Regions from separate parts of the Hordeum vulgare genome. Here region 2 is linked to region 1. A link is a contact called in public Hi-C data. All regions are on one chromosome and are shown on one strand. Each heading gives the region's core, a stretch centred on a gene start, on an enhancer-like site or on the middle of the called end of the contact. The rest is flanking DNA. Distances are from core to core; before and after follow the strand shown.

Evidence for each region. Hi-C and Micro-C count contacts between places; a contact is called where the count stands out from the background.
Region 2: a contact with region 1 is called in a Hi-C map of leaf, with 4 times the contacts expected there. The contact joins the promoter of LOC123443921 here to the promoter of LOC123439988 in region 1. A contact is called at or near these places in 3 of 6 Hi-C or Micro-C datasets (leaf and seedling) and 1 of 1 datasets of contacts at active chromatin or transcription factors (embryo).

What each region holds. Positions count from the first base shown.
Region 1 is chr3H:381,997,450-382,002,370 of MorexV3_pseudomolecules_assembly, reverse strand. LOC123439988 (heat stress transcription factor C-1a-like) reads right to left here and starts at 2,924. Exons shown (of 2, transcript XM_045116583.1): 1 at 2,471-2,924; 2 at 1,391-2,268. The coding sequence starts at 2,719. The coding sequence ends at 1,534.
Region 2 is chr3H:382,763,647-382,768,567 of MorexV3_pseudomolecules_assembly, reverse strand. It overlaps LOC123443921 (mitochondrial import receptor subunit TOM7-1-like), which reads left to right and starts at 2,121. Exons shown (of 1, transcript XM_045120486.1): 1 at 2,121-2,793. The coding sequence starts at 2,217. The coding sequence ends at 2,465. It overlaps LOC123443920 (beta-adaptin-like protein A), which reads right to left. Exons shown (of 11, transcript XM_045120485.1): 10 at 4,884-4,921; 11 at 3,723-4,464. The coding sequence ends at 4,174.

The DNA of each region.
Region 1 (4,921 bases), core at 1,675-4,174:
CATGTTGTGGTTTTGTACCTTTCATGTGTTTGTATATGTTGTGATTCCAACTTGCTTATTTTGAGTAATTGAGTATGTGTATGTTCGTTTGCACATCATGTACATGTGAGTCTTGTATTGAGCCTTTTTGCATCTTGTTTGTATCTTTGTTGGCTCTTCTGAGAGATTAATGGATTATACCATTGTGAGGGAGTGATGTGCTTTGCACACCTCACAATTTCATAAATGTGTATACATGGGAAATACCACTTAGTATTGATATTTCAAGATTATCTAGTTTTTATGTGGTATGTCTTACTCATGAGAATTTCAAATTCTATATGGTTCATTAAATATCTCTTGTTGGTTTTAATTTGTCACTTATTAATATTGTTGGGTTTTCACATTATGGGGGAGTAATATGCTATGTGCATATTAAAAGCCTAGAAAATGTGTACATTTAAAGTATTGCCACTTAGTGTTGATATTGTAAATTATCTTGTTCCTAAGTGTCATGTTATCTCTACAAGTGTCATTTGTTTGCGTTTTAGGGATAAAAGATGATGTTGGGTATATTTGTGATCTACCAATGACTATTATTTCCAAAATACTTCTTGTCATTGATAATTGGTATTTCCTCATGTGGTAGAAATATTAACATTGAAGACTACGCGGCGGTTGAGCGCAAGTTTTTTGTCCCCAGACTTTTCCTTGACACGGGTGGCGGTGGAGGGTCAATTCCGTCAGTGACGTTAGCCGGCGGCTTCCGTATCCATTCTAGACGAAATCAAGGGCATTAGTGGCAGTGGCTGGAAGAGATGGTGCCTCGGGCGAAAGTGGGAGGAGCCGAAATTTATCATAGAAACTCAAGCTACCGTTAGGAATAATTTGTTAAATTGTTATTCCTCTAAATGTTAAAGAGTCCGGCCAGGTGTGGTTAGCTGCTCATTTTGCTCCTCTAAATCCTTTTAAGGGATCGCCTCATAGTGAGTGTTTCGATGACGAGCAGTTGCGGTTGGTTTTTCGATGATATTCTGAACTCGCGTTTTTCTTTTTAGTCTACTTTATTTAAGTTGGGTCACACAAATTTGTATTTTCGTTAAGATAAGTAATGGAAAAAGTTATGTCCGGATCAAAATAAAACTAGAGATGCCCATGGTCCCTGAGGTTGACAAGATGATGAGAGGCCTGCTATCACCGATCTAATTATTGCATCTACTCCATGTGTCCCATCATATAAGCGTCTGTTAATATGTATCGATGGAGTATTGCAACCAATATGCTACGGAGGGAGTACTAATTAACACCTTGCACGGTCGATACGCTGGTTGTTGTACAATGTCCACGCAACATTTCGTTCCGAACGTACGCAAAATGTTACACCGTCTATTGTATATGTACCCTGTAAGAATAATCAAAACACGCACCGATGCTGGTATTACTACATGAGTATAGCAGAGTTAATATAACGTTGATTTTTGTAGGCGTGTACAAATGATTGCTAAATTAGTAAGTAGAAGAAGGTAGTGCATGTGCATGCACGACGCGCCGTGTTTAGAAGAAACACTGTCCAAGTAGGCAGAACGGGAAGGGGGTCTCCACCGCGGTCCCACCGTCAGTTAGGCCCATGCCGCTGCCGCTGCCGCTGCGGCCGCTCTCGAACTCCGGCACCTGCTGCACCCCAGAGCTCGCGGAGGGCTGCTCGAAGGTTGTGAGTTTCAGTGGTATCGGCTCCGCCCATTGCCAGACTCTGACCCCGCCCATGGCCGCGTCGCCGAGCGCCAATAGCGGTGGCGGCGGCGGTGAAGGTGCGGGCTGAAGAGGAAGCGCGATGGGTAAGGAAGTAAAATCACGGGAAGGGAACTGCATGCGCTGGCGCTTCTTCTCGGCTGCCTGTTCGAGAAGGTGGAGCGAGGTGGCGCTGGGATCCTCGGCGAGCCGGGCGAGGAAGGACATGAGCCGGTCAGGCCGCCGCTCCGTCGCCTGCAGTCGCCGGCTCATCTTCGCCAGCTGCTCCCCGATAGCCGTCTGCTCCTTCCGCAGCCTCTGAACCTCCTCAAGCAGCGCCTCACTCTCCTCCTCTTCCTCTTCCTCCTCCACTTCGTCTCCCATATTGGCCACCACGTGCTGGTGCTGCTCAGCGCCGCCGACTGCAGAGGAGCAGGAGGCGCCAACACCGGCCTCGCCGCGCTTCTTGCGGCGCACGATGCGCGGCAGCAGGTGCGTTTGGCCGCGCAGAAACGACTCGTGCGCGAACTCCCATCGGTCCGGGTGCACCTTCCGGAAGCCCTGCGCAACAATTCCATCCAAGCAAATTAAGCAGACATTACTTCTAGCAAGTGTACAGTGCACGTGCAAAGCTTAGAGTACCCTTCGTACAAGCAAGTTGTACTACCATTTGAAGACCACTCCTAGTCCTTCCTTACTAGGACAACACAAGACAAAAGACGGCGGCACGGGAAGCCTCACTAGGTAGGATAGGAGTACTCACATATGTGTTGAGCTGGCGGACGAAGCTGGAGAAGTTGCCGTGCTTGAAGAAGCAGGGGAGGAGGAGCTGCGAGAAGCCGGCGACGTCCGGGACGAGGAAGCTGTTGTTGCCCTTCCCCCACCTGACGAGAGCGTCCGTCCTAGGGTCACACACCATCTGGTACGTCTTGGCCACGAACGGCGCCGTCTGGAAATCGCCGTGGCCGCACCCGATCAGCCCCAGCGCGAGCTCCGTATGGAGGCTGTCCATCCTATCTATGTACCTCCTGCGTACTTGCCTCAGGCACGGGGAGTTCCCTCTACTCTAACTCACCCGCAGACGTCAAAATCCCTCAAAAGGCAGGCAGGCAGGCAGGCAGGCAGGTGTGGTTGCTTGCAGAGAGGGGCCGGGCTACGCCCAATTAGGCTATGGTTACTAATTATGGGCAGCGTGCGTGACAGGAGGACATGGCTAAACTAATAACCCATGTGATGAGCTTACCTGTTCGGGGTAATCTATATATATAGACGTCTCTGGCGCTTGGAGAACGGGACAAGTGTCGAATTGCTGATCCTTCACATAGACTACCAGCATGTCGATCGATCCCCAGCCTTCTTGGCGTCGCCATCGCGTGAGATTTCCGGTGATATATAGGAGTACTATAATTAAAACCGTGCCGCCTTTTGGACCAGAGCGTGCTCCAACAGTGCAGACAATGAGGAGGTGACGCGCCGTCCCGATCGCATCAAAACCCAGCTAACCCAACTGCCTCGATCATCTTTTTTTTTCCTTTCGGAAAGGAACTGCCTCGATCATCTGGTGCGGTCTCTCTCAAGCTCGCTCCTCTCGATCTGGCCGCGGAGTAGGGGCTAGCAGCTTAATGGTTGCCCACTTGCTCCTCCAGCACTGTGCTGGTAATGTGATTGGTCGCCTCGATCAACTGTACACTGACTGAGAAGGTAGTACAAACACTAGCTTGTACTAGAAAAATGTAAAGGTCACTAGCTCATTCATGGACCCGATTTAGTCCGTGCTAGCGTGCCACCGGCCGACGAAACACCACCGGAAAGGGGTGAAAGGCGCGCGCTGGGTTTGGTCCTGACAAGATGCTCGCATACGTGCCACGGATGGCTGATTAATTAGCTAATCCATAGCATATATTAATTCGCGGCCAATCAAAGCGACCCGAGTGGACAGTATCAAATGATAATGCGACAGATATGGGACTATGCCTGTAGCAACAAAATATGGGCGGGCGAAAGCGGCCAGGCCCTCGCCTCATGCCCTTTACGGGATTGATCAATTAAAGTACTACGAGGCTATGATGTAGGTGTGCTCTCTTCGAAAATATCTTGTCTCCTACAAGGCTTTTGTGAGTGGATGGGAATAATTGGGATCAGTCGTGCTGCCTCCTCGCGTTTGGTTGGTGCCAAGACTCGCTGAACTCGTGCTCCTTGACCCTCTTTTCAAAAAGAGACGTTTTCTTGTATTTCCTCTGTCTTAAAATAAGTGTTGTAAATTTATAATTAAATTAGTATAAAATTTATATTAAATTATCCATACTTATTTTAAGACGGAGTGAATACTATCGACTACCTCCGTTCTAATTTATTAGTCCTCCTCGCATTTTGAGTTATATTTTAATCATGATTTAATTAATAAAATATAAATTATATATAGAAAAAATATAATCATTGACAATCACATTCAAATACAAATCTAATAATATAATTTTTTATGACATGTATTGACATTTTGATACTCAAATATATGATCAAACTTTGACACAAACTGCAACAGAGACTAATAAACCAGGACGGGGTAACACTCATCTTGTGTTCATGTGGTGTGAGGGCATCTAGCAATCAAACTTGGCAAATCTATCCCGTTAAACGCTCACGGACGTGTCCGGGCACCTCAAATCCATACAAACTCATGCAACTACGTAAAGGATGCATTACACACATCACCCAGCTACTACATTTGGACATTGCCATCGGACTACCAAAAGTTGGCATGTTTAACGTACATGCTAACTAAGGAGAGGATCATCCACAGCTGACCTTGCCCTTTCCAGCACCCTTGTTGTCCTTCTTGCAAACCGGTCGAAAAAACAGTAGGGATCGAGCCGGATGTGCTCATCGTCGGAGCTGTCAGAATCGTCATTGTCCCCCATCTCCTCCTTGGGGGGGCAGTCCGGCCATGGCATGGACCGTCCCGATTCTGCTCTCGGGGGAAGGCGCGATGCCGTTTCTTTACAATGCAGATGTCGATGGCTTCCTACTTCACAATCGCGTGCACCGTTGCATCAGCCGCCGCGGCCATGTCCGCAGCACGGCGGGCCTCGGCCACGCTCATCCTCTTCTTCCCACGGCGGGAACACTAGTCCCGGTAGCACTCATACTCGAGTGAACCAGTGATGGGGAGATTTGAAAGCTCTCGGGAGGATCGCAATGATTCAGCCCCGGAGGA
Region 2 (4,921 bases), core at 872-3,371, 770 kb before region 1:
GGGCGACCAACGACCGAGCTATCACTAGAGAACGGGGCAAGCCTATTGGACCTTGGCCCATGTGGTGCACCCTGTGTGCTATGCCAAGAACCTAAGAGTTTTGTGTTTTTTCTTAGACTAGCAAAAGGGCCCGTGCGTTGCAACGGGAGAAAAAATACCACACGCTTGGCACACGGTTGGAGGCATGGGGAGGGGATCTCATCAGATGATGAGTTCCTGCTGGAGGAGGGGATACGATGAGGGGAGCAAGGGTTAGGCGCCTCTATCTGGCCATAAGGAGTCGCCGTTGCCGCGCCATAACTTCGGAGTTTCCCGTGTGAGCCATGGAGGCCCGCCTCCACCTGCAAGTACTTCGCTCTGTCACGCCTTATCCGCGCGCCGCCGCCGTTCTGCATCGAGCAGACGCATCATCCCCGGTCACTGTAGCTATGGCATTGATTTGATCCAGAAGTTGTGCTCGAGCGCCGAAACGGGGGCAGCAAGCGGGCAGAGGTACGGCCGCGGAGGCGGGTGGGTTAAGATCGACAGCAGTGGTGGTTGAGGTCGTCCGCGACGGCGAGTGGTGTCGCAGCGGCCTGGGCACAGGCCAGGGTGGACCAGGGTCGACGCGATGCGCTCGAGCGCCGCAACGGGGCCAGTGAGCGGGAAGAGGTACGGCCACGGAGGCGGGTGGGTTGAGATCGACAGCGGTGGCGGTTGAGGTCGGCCGCAGCAGCGAGTGGTGTGGCGGGGGCCTGGGCACAGGCCAGGGTGGCCTAGGGTCGACGGGAGGAGGCGATGCGCACGGGTATAATTTTTGCAGCGAATCGTTTTTTTCTTTTGCGTTGCAGATAAATGATTGAGCGTGGGTTGAATAACAAAAATTACAGGGGCTTTCTTATAAAAATGCCACGGTGGGTTTTCCGACGGAAACAATAGCCGCTTTATTATTAGGTATAGATTTACTTTTTTTAAAACTTTTTATCTATTGAATAATGCATTGAAATCATGAATTTTATCGTTGTGTTTCTCGGATGAGATCATTGAAACTAAATCCAATGTTAATAATTTTGGATGAACTTTTTCAAAAAAAATGAAAACTAAGAGAGAAAAAAAAAGATGAAGTTTTTGTCAAAAAAACATAGACTAAAAAGACAGGAAACTAAAAGTCCAAAACCCAGAAAAAAGGAAACTGAAAGCACAACTTGTCTTTCACTTTTTTGGGGAGCACAACCTATGTTTCACTTTGGAAAGCACAACTTGCGCTTCACTTTGGAAAGCCCAACTATGATTTTCATTTTTGGAAGAAACCCAACTACATTTCACACAGAAACATAAATATGTTTTTTTAATTTCAAAGGAAAACACAATTGTACTTTACAGAAAAACACACCGCATGCTTCATTTTTGGGACGAAGAACAAAAGCATGATTTGTAATCCCTCGTCCCAAAATTCTTGTTATCGGTTTGTCTAAAAATAAATATATCTAAATACTAAAATGTGACTAGACGCATTCATATCTAGACAATCTAAAACAAAAAAATTAACATGGAGGGAGTACTTCACATGAAAGCACAGTTGTACTTCGCCTTGAAGTATAACTGTGCTTCACCGTGAGCACAACTCTGCTTCTATATTTCACATGAAAATCACATCATAAAAATTTTAAACAATAAAACTTGGAAAAACAAAGCAAAATCTAAAGATCCAAACAAGAAACGGAAAGCTAAAAGAACCAAAAAACCTGCAGAAAAAAAAAACTTGAAATGCAATAGCACCGCCATGCGTTTCGTGTGTGCGCTAGAAAGGCACACGAACATGCTTTAAGAGTGTTCGTTGGAAAGCCCAACGAAGGAATGCTCGTGGGCTAGTCGTTCATAGCATCACTATCCAAATTAATTGCCGCACCTCTAATACAACTTTTGCGACAATTAATCTAGATCGGTGTGAGTATCTTTTTTTTTAGAAGACTCACTCATCTATCATGTCCACAATGCCCCGCCCCTGGTTAGTTGGAAAGTTTGGCCCAATTCAAAGATAAAGCTAGCCCAATAGCATTTGAGGACCCATGAGAGGTCTCCCAGAGAGATACTAACACGAGACGACTGGCCCACTAAGCAGCCAATATTAACCGGAAACAACGCACCAGATCAAACGACCGAGAGATCAACACATCCCCAAAGGGCACAGCTCTAGGGTTTTCGTCCAGCGAATCGAAGAATCAAGAGGAGTCGCCATGGCGTCGCGGCCGTCGCTGAAGCCGAAGCCAAAGGGCAAGGGTGGGAAGAGGGGCTCGTCCGCGGCCGAGGACGAGCAGTCCACCGCGGCGGTGGCGGTGCGGCTCGCGAAGGAGTGGAGCACGTGGACGATGAAGACGGCGAAGGTGGTGGCGCACTGGGGCTTCATCCCGCTCATCATCGTCGTCGGCATGACTAAGGGAGACGAGCCCAAACCTAGCTTGCTCCAGCTTCTGTCCCCCGTCTGATCCAATTCCTGGCGAGCCCGACTGGATCGATCCATCTCCTTTTAGTAACTAAAGTTTTTTATGTTTGTTGGATCTTGGTGGTTGAGTTCTGGATCCATGGGTGGTGATCTTTTATCTGCGTCTAATAATGTCATGCGGTCGGATCGATCCTGGATTGGATCGGATCTTGTTAGATACCTGAGATGCTACGGATCTGTTTTTAATATGTTATATGGTATGTTTAACTTTCAGTGTAGTTGTCTGAGTTGTATTTTTCTGCCTGATGCGTGTGTATTACTTTGATTGATTATTAAAAGTAAGCAATACTAATTATAGCTGTGTTGCGTAATTTGGGTTGTCTTGGTGACTAACTGCTCATTCATTCGGCCTACATGCTAGCAGAAGCTTTGCTGCTTCAGCAGCCTAGATGGATTATTATTTTTTTAGTGTAGCCTAGATGGATTTATGGAACATCAAAATACATGCCAGTTGATTGAGGCCGTGGCTAATGTTGTTGCTGGACACAATTTATACCTGATATAACCATCGTCATTCATTTGCCCTGTGACACGTGTGGCACGAAGCACGTCACTAAGCTTGTCATCTGAACAGAAAGCGGCTTGTCATCTGAACAGAAAGTTGTCATGCTTGACAACTAAAGTTCATCTTTACATCACTAAACTTATGACCTAAAATGTTCAGGGTTGCCATGTGTATGTGTTCATGTCACACATCTGGCTTTTTTCCTAGCAGTATTAGTTACTTCGCGAGATTAAATGGTTGCGGTTTTAAATGAAAAAATGCTTCTTATGAAAAAAAAACTGCCATGTTACTCTGAAGTTGTCATCCCCTCGCACAAAACTGCCAAATCGTTCAAAATGTGACCATCCATGTTCAACGGCTAAGACTATTCATAGTGAGAGTTAACATAGATGATAACATCACACATCTAACAAAATAAATGATGTAGCATGTAATTAATGAAAAAAAACATATAAATCACACATAACAAGATAAAATGAGTCTAGAAGCTAATAAATAGTAACACATGCATGTTACTGATCCAAATTACTTAGTCTAAGAGGGTCCTTACCATCAAGGCATGTACAGATAGTAAGCAGCATTTAACTATTACCACGTAGAAATTTTTGTGACAACGGTTTTGCCGTTGTATGGTGTCTAATTTCTGACAGATTATCATATGATTTGTCTATATCACTGTCTGAAGTATTGTACATGTTCTTAAGAAGTTGATGTTTAACTTTGAATTCCAACTTATACAAGTCGAATATACTCTTGCTTTATTGCACCCTGCAAATAAATTACAGATGTCCATCTATTCTCTCCACATCAGCGGAGGTGGTATTCATCTCCAGTCCAGTAACAAGGTTACACACCATCTAAACCACCATTACCCTGAAGAAATTGGCCGCTTCACCAGATGACTGAATGAAATTGTATAGTAATGTACAGTGCTAGTCACTTCACCCACCAAAAGAAATCCCAAAAAAAAACAACCCCAGTGTCTTATCCCTGCAAAATCTAATGGTCTGATGGTACTTGCATATCACTGGGAGGTGAACGGCAAATTTCACCTGCTCCAAGCTTCTGATAGAAAGATGTACGGGAAGGCTTTGCTTGGAGGTTAAAGTAGTGGATTGCAGAGATATTGTGGCAGAGCCAGAAAAGCAGGAGCCAGATGCATCACCAAGACGGAAAATGCTCACAATCAAGAACGCCCAAATTGGGACAATACTGATTGAAACAAAGTAGAAAATGCGTCAGCAGTAGTCCCATCCTCGACCTTAATTTTGAGCTGGGCCTTCGCTGATGCTGTGTTCACAATGCATTCTACAAGGTAGACGGCAGCAGCCCCAGCTTTCTGACCATAAAAGTAGAACTTGTAATTTGGAGGCTGACCGCCTGAAGCAATGCATTGAATGTAGTTGCTTTGCATATGACGAATGAGCGATTGGGGATTCATCAAAGAAGCTGCTCCTTGTGGACTTAAAGAGCATTCCTACAACAGAACAAACCATTTAAGAGAAGAATATTTGTTAATTACAATTTCAAACTTATCAATGTGATGAATCTCAAGGGCGGACCCACACAGGAAAACGACAAACCTAAGCTGAATAGCTGATCATCACACAGAATCCTCTTGTGCAATAATACCAAAGTAAAATCACAATAACCAAATGAAACCATTGAGAGGAACATAGAACATCACTACATCAGAACTGCTAATTTCAAACTCAGCTGAGATGAGCTTCATGGACAAATTAGACAGCAGCAGCACATAGGCAATGACATTTCAGGAGCGATCACCTTCTAAAATCGTAATAAACTTGACCGGGCAATGAGAAAAAGACACAAGACTATGTTGCGCTGCCCATAATCATGAAATGTAGCAGGGACAAAAACTTAAAAGCAACACACCTGAGAAAAGGATAATGCTAGTTGGCCCCATTTCTTCT